2 separate regions of the Mus musculus genome follow, and region 1 is linked to region 2. The links are chromatin contacts, called in public HiChIP or PLAC-seq maps. All regions are on one chromosome and are shown on one strand. The core of a region is the stretch at or near the end of the contact, and the rest is flanking DNA. Distances in the headings are between cores, read along the strand shown.

Region 1 (2,700 bases), core at 201-2,700, 280 kb after region 2:
TTAAGACTCAAGCTCAGTAGACGTCATTCACTTCCAGGTTAAAACCTTCATCTGGTCTTTTTATCCAGACCCAGCCAGACTCGCCCTTCAGTTACTTCCCAAGATCACAGAATGCTGTCCAAAGGTTTTCTCAGCAACACTGAGCCCAGTGACAGACCCAAAGGACGTGCAGACTCCACTCAAGGGCACCTTCCGAAGCTATTCCTACAGGCTACCCTCCCCAGTGCCCTCCTGAGTATGAGAAATACTATCCCCAGGCCCCACCATCCAGCCCCTGTTTGTTGGTTTTAAACCTGTTGGAAGCCCGCCCCTGGCAGGAAGCCACAAGCATGAGAATCTAGTCCAGGAATAGCGCTCCCTGCTCAGCATTTAAATGCTGCTGTATTTTTACCCCATGATGGGTCACTTTTGAAAGCCCTCGCTCATGTTCTCTCCCTCTAAGAATACATTTCCATTTATAGCGTCTGTCCAGGGGGTGTGGGGCTCAGGAGAGCATCCTGTTTCACTTCAGGGGATTCCTGTTCACCAGCAGGAAACCTGAATCCAGGCCAAGCCCCAGGTGTCTTTCTACTTCCAGGGTCTGAGCTAATCTGACTGTTACAGGCTGGGAGACAGGTGGGGGTTCGGGCCGCTTGCCAGCTCTGTACTGCCTGGGTCTCCAGGCAGTACAGCATTGTGGTTCTGCCGCTCTGGGGTACTCTTTCTCCTTCATTCACCCACCAAATGCTCACAGCTTTCTGTTAGCACAGGTTCTGTAAGGGTACAGGAGGACCATGCTGAGCAGGGGCAGTGAAGGCCCTGGAGGGGTGAAAACAGTTAGGGTGTGGTTGGGAAAAATTATCGCTTTGGTTCCTCGTCAGGCTCCAGTCCCCATTCAGATTCTGTGAGCCTAGACAAGTGATTTGGCTTCTGTGAACCTCCTGCATTTGTTAATGGTGTTCCCTGGGTGGTGGGCAGGATTAAGCAAGATAGAAACAATCAGGTGTCTAAGTAGTAGTACCTGGCCCAGGAGGTGGGAGTGTGTGTGTGTGTGTGTGTGTACCCTAGGCCCCTCCCATATCCGACTGTTGACTAGGGTAACTCAGGTGGGTTTAGGCTGAAGGTCTTATGAAGGTGGGTGTCTGTTGTTCTCAGAAATGGGTGTGTGCTATCTCAAATGCCTGAGCCCCTCCTGAACAGCACTTAGTGACCCTCAGCCCACCTTGCAGTCAAGCCCAGCATCTGAGAATCTGATGGTTTCCTGGAAGATTCTGAGGGAGTGTGTATGGACCCCACTTGGAGGTGTGCCACCCCTCCACCCACCTTGCACTTGTCTCTCGGGGCCTCTGTGGGGTGCCTGAGGATCTGGGTCTCACAGTGTAGCCCAGCGGTGGAGTCAGGCAGTACACATGTAACTGCAAGCAGAGAGGGAAGAAAAGAGTGGAGAGGAGTGACACAGAGCGGTGGCTGCCTTCCCGGAAGGTGATGTTGGAATGCAGGCCTAGGTGAGAGAGTGAGCCATGCTACCGCACACTCCAGATACAGGAAGTTTTGTTTACAGAAGGTTGTTATTGGTTCAGAAATATTGATTGGAAAATTGTAGCCGTGATTCGTGTTTTAAACAAGTCCCAAGTAGCATAATGAATCTGTCACCCTAAAGTCTGAGTGTCCCTCTGTCTAGAGCATTCACCCGTGTACTGACAGCCCACTATCACTTAGTGGTCACCCTAGTCATCTGACTCAGTGTCGTGGTATCACGGGGTCTGTTGCAGTTAACCATTATATTTTTAATAATGGCACTAAAACTCATGAACAGTGACAGTATAATGTTATAACATTCTGTTCATTGCTGCTGGCGTCTTCCTGTGGCTGCTTTATAAATTCAATTTCTCAGAGCTATGCTTAGGAAAGGGTACCTGGTTTCAGGGACTCACAGGGTGTCCTGTGGGCAGGGAGACTGCAGAGGGTGGGGTGGGGGTGGGGAAACACGTGCCCAAGTTGTCCCACTGATGCACGGAAGTAAGAAGACTTCTTACTTCTGTATCTTTTATGTTTTATCTGTCAAGAGAACCCAAGTGGAAGTGGCTGAATATGTTTTGTTTTTCTAATGTAACATAAGGACTGGAGATGTTAGCAGTTGTGGGTTTTGCTCCAGTAGCCCAAGGATGCCAGCGACTTTGTCTCTGCTGCCTCAGCCCTGGGTGTCACATCCACATCTAAGATGGGAGGGTAGCAATCAGGATAGTGTAGTTAGAGCAAGGAACACCTGGCCCTTTGAGTCTATAATCTAAAGTTCACAGTCCTACAATACTTCATAGCAAATGTCATTGGCTGGGCTGCTGGAGACATGGCCCAGTGTAGCATTAAGGTGCCTGTCAGGCAAGCCTGTGGTCCTGAGTTTGAATCCCCAGCATCCATTGAAAAACTGGGTGTAGCAGCATGTGTCTACAACACTAGCCCTGGGGTCAGAATAAAACTAAGAGAATCCCTGGGGCACCCTGGCTGACCTTGGTAGCCTAAGAGAACCCCTGGGACACCCTGGCTGGCCTTGGTAGCTGAGGAGATGAGCACCAAGCTCAGGTTGAGCTGTATCTCAAAAAATTAAGGTGGTGAGGGATCAGGAAATGTACTTGCCACCGTCTTTTTCCCCATCATCTCTTGATTTATGATGGAGATCTTGTCACTTGTTCTGTAGAGTTCCCCATGATCCAGAGGTGGTTT
Region 2 (2,700 bases), core at 52-2,551:
GGAGGTAACTTTGGGGAAAATTAAGGAGTGCGACTTTACAAATTGTATAAGGGGGTCATTTGGATAATGATTATCTATAACAAAGGAGGCACAGGCTTTGGCCCAATCATCATTAGACTGAAGAAGCCATTCAACTTGTCTGAGGTGTAAGGGATAATGATAATATCAGGATCTTTGTCAAAATATTGTCTGGACATTTTTCTTCCTTTGACGATTAGGGCGGCAGACAAGGAATAATAGGTTGCCAAGACCTTACTTGGACTCGAGGGGAGATATACACATAACAAAGGACACCCCTTTATTACGGGAATCCGGGGCTGCTGTCAGAAGACCCCCACTGGGTATGTGTGGTAGCACAGACAATGAAATAAAGTGAGGCAGGGTAATAAATTTGAAATGAGGTTTGGGAAGGTATGGCTTGACTTATCTGCTGCAGGGCTGAGATGGCTTGTTGCATAAGTGCTCGGGAGGTGAGGGTGGGGGACAAAGGATGGGAGTCTCCTGAGAGGAGTTCATTGAGGGGAACTAGAACCTTGGGAGGAATCTTTAGATGGGGTGATCAAACTGGAGGTTCCTGAGCAACTGTTGAAAATCATGTAAAATCTTAAGGGAGGAAAGTTGAAGCTCAGTCTTTGGGGTTTGACCTGTCCCAACTCGAGCTCATATCCCAGATAGGAATAAGGGTCTTTTATCTGAATCTTTTCAGGGGCAATTTTAAGTCCCTGTGAACTTGGCGTTTTTTGAAGTTGCTGAAGACGTGAGAAGGCCTGTTGCTTATTAGGGGCTGCAAGCAGAATGTCATCCATGTAATGAAGTATGTATATTTGTGGCCAAGCATTTCTAACAGGTTGGATTACATGGACTACATATTTCTGAGCTAGGGTAGGGTTATTTGCCATGCCCTGAGGGAGGACTCGCCACTGAAAGTGGTCCATGGGTCCCTGGAAATGAATTTGAGGAAGGCCAAATGCAAAATGATGACAATCATCTGGATGAAGGGGTATGGAGAAAAAGCAATCTTTTAAATCAATAACAGTTTTAAAGAAGTTTGCTGGGATGGCGGCAGGAGATGGAAGATCAGGCTGTAGGGCTCCCCATAGGAATCATAACTTTGTTAACAGCACGGAGATCTTGTAAGAATCTCCACTTGCCAGACTTTTTTTTAATAACAAAAATTGGGGTGTTCCAGGGGGGAGGAAGATGGTTCAATGTGACCAGCTGCCAACTGTTCCTGCACTATTTCGCAGCTGCCAGTTTCTCTTGAGTCAGTGACCATTGATCAACCCAGACGGGGGCAGTGTTGTTCCAGGAAATTTTCTCTGCGTGAGTCTGGGGAGCAGGCATGGCCGTGACTGTTAGGAAAAAGGCTGTGGCTGGGATTCCAAGCCTCGCCAGTCAGATTTCTGTGTCAAAGTCAAAGGTTCATTTATGCCCTGTGCTTGTCTTCCTAATCCTTGTCCTGGTAGGAATCCCTGGGTCAGCATTTGTTTTGTCACCCCTTCATTGGTGAGACTACCCCCAGAGATTGACTGGTAAATCAGGATTCACACAGGCGACTACAGTGCCTGAATTTCCTTCTTGATCTGCTCACCTAAGGGTCTGAGCACTGCCTTGAGGGTTTTTGGAATGTCCAATCCCCTGTAAATGGGTGGCTGAATCGGTCAGCTGCAGGCAGCCAGCGAAAACCTGTCAGAAATGACAGTGGCATCAGCTCCCCAGTTTAAAAGTCCTTGGAATGTTTTTCCATTTAAATCCAAGATTAGCATGGAGCAAGAGGAAGTAATCTTTTGGGCCCAAAAGGTCTCTGCTATTCCCCTCTTGCCTGGGGCCCTGGTGTCTTTATGGTAGGGATTTGTAGTAGAGACACTGGGAAAAAGCAACACTTGGGCAATGGTCTGTTGTGCTGGTATAAACACAGGACCACCTGTGGTACTTACAAGAATCTGAATTTCTCCCTGATGGTCGGGTTCTATAACTCCAGGTATGATCTGGATTCCCTCTAAGGAAAATGAAGCTCTTCGTAGAACCATACCAAAAGTATTTGGGGGTAGGGGGCCGTGTATGCCTGTAGGCATGACCTGAATGCCCTCCTCAGGGGTGCTGGAGGTGGCACAGAGATCCAATCCTGGGCTGTTTTTTGTAGCTCACTAGAGTTGGGCAAAGGACTGGGTGTGCGATGAGAAATCTGCTGGGGGCGGGGCACGACAAACCCTATTTCCCTGGGGCCTGTCCTGGGGGGTGGAGGTGGGGGCTGGAGGCCCCCTCAGGAAGTTTCCCAAATGCCGTGGCAGTAAGGGTCGTCCCTGGCTGGCTGTTTTGGATCTACACTCATTGGCCCAATGTCGGCCCCTATGTTAGTAGGGGCACAGGGTGGTCAGTAATGCCTGTGCAGGACCAGCTTCTCCCTGGCCCTCAACGGGAGGTCTCCGACTCTGGTGGTGATGGGGAAGGAAGTGGCCGGGTTGTTTACAATTAAAGCAAGTCTTTTGAGAGTTACATAAACCCGCCCTCTGAAGGGCGGTGCCAATCACTAAGCTAATGGTGTGGCTCCTTTTGGCGCCTGGACAAAGGTGGACATACTCTGCCAGTGACTTAGAGCGGTGGTGTTTGAGAATATCTTGGCAAATAGGATTGGCATTTTCAAAAGCAAGCTGTTTAATAAAGGGTTCTCAGGCTCTTGGACCCCGCTAATGAAAGAAT

The links. HiChIP or PLAC-seq counts read pairs in DNA pulled down with a chosen protein or histone mark.
Region 1: a FOXA1 HiChIP or PLAC-seq map of pancreatic cancer cells shows a contact between it and region 2. The contact joins two enhancer-like sites. A contact is called at or near these places in 1 of 39 promoter capture datasets (pre-B cells), 1 of 15 datasets of contacts at CTCF or cohesin (the NIH/3T3 cell line) and 1 of 115 datasets of contacts at active chromatin or transcription factors (pancreatic cancer cells).

Annotation. Positions count from the first base shown.
Region 1 is chr17:26,595,946-26,598,645 of GRCm38.p6, forward strand. All of the region lies in intron 1 of Ergic1 (endoplasmic reticulum-golgi intermediate compartment (ERGIC) 1), which reads left to right. Among named protein-coding and RNA genes, the nearest start is that of 1700049J03Rik, 31 kb to the left of the region's middle. Within about 2 kb of position 1,451, at least 94 of the 459 cell types and tissues checked have an H3K27ac peak or open chromatin away from gene starts, as enhancers often do. A contact at or near this core is called in pancreatic cancer cells, where this site is marked.
Region 2 is chr17:26,313,185-26,315,884 of GRCm38.p6, forward strand. No RefSeq gene overlaps it. Among named protein-coding and RNA genes, the nearest start is that of Luc7l, 62 kb to the left of the region's middle. Within about 2 kb of position 1,302, at least 5 of the 459 cell types and tissues checked have an H3K27ac peak or open chromatin away from gene starts, as enhancers often do. A contact at or near this core is called in pancreatic cancer cells, where this site is marked.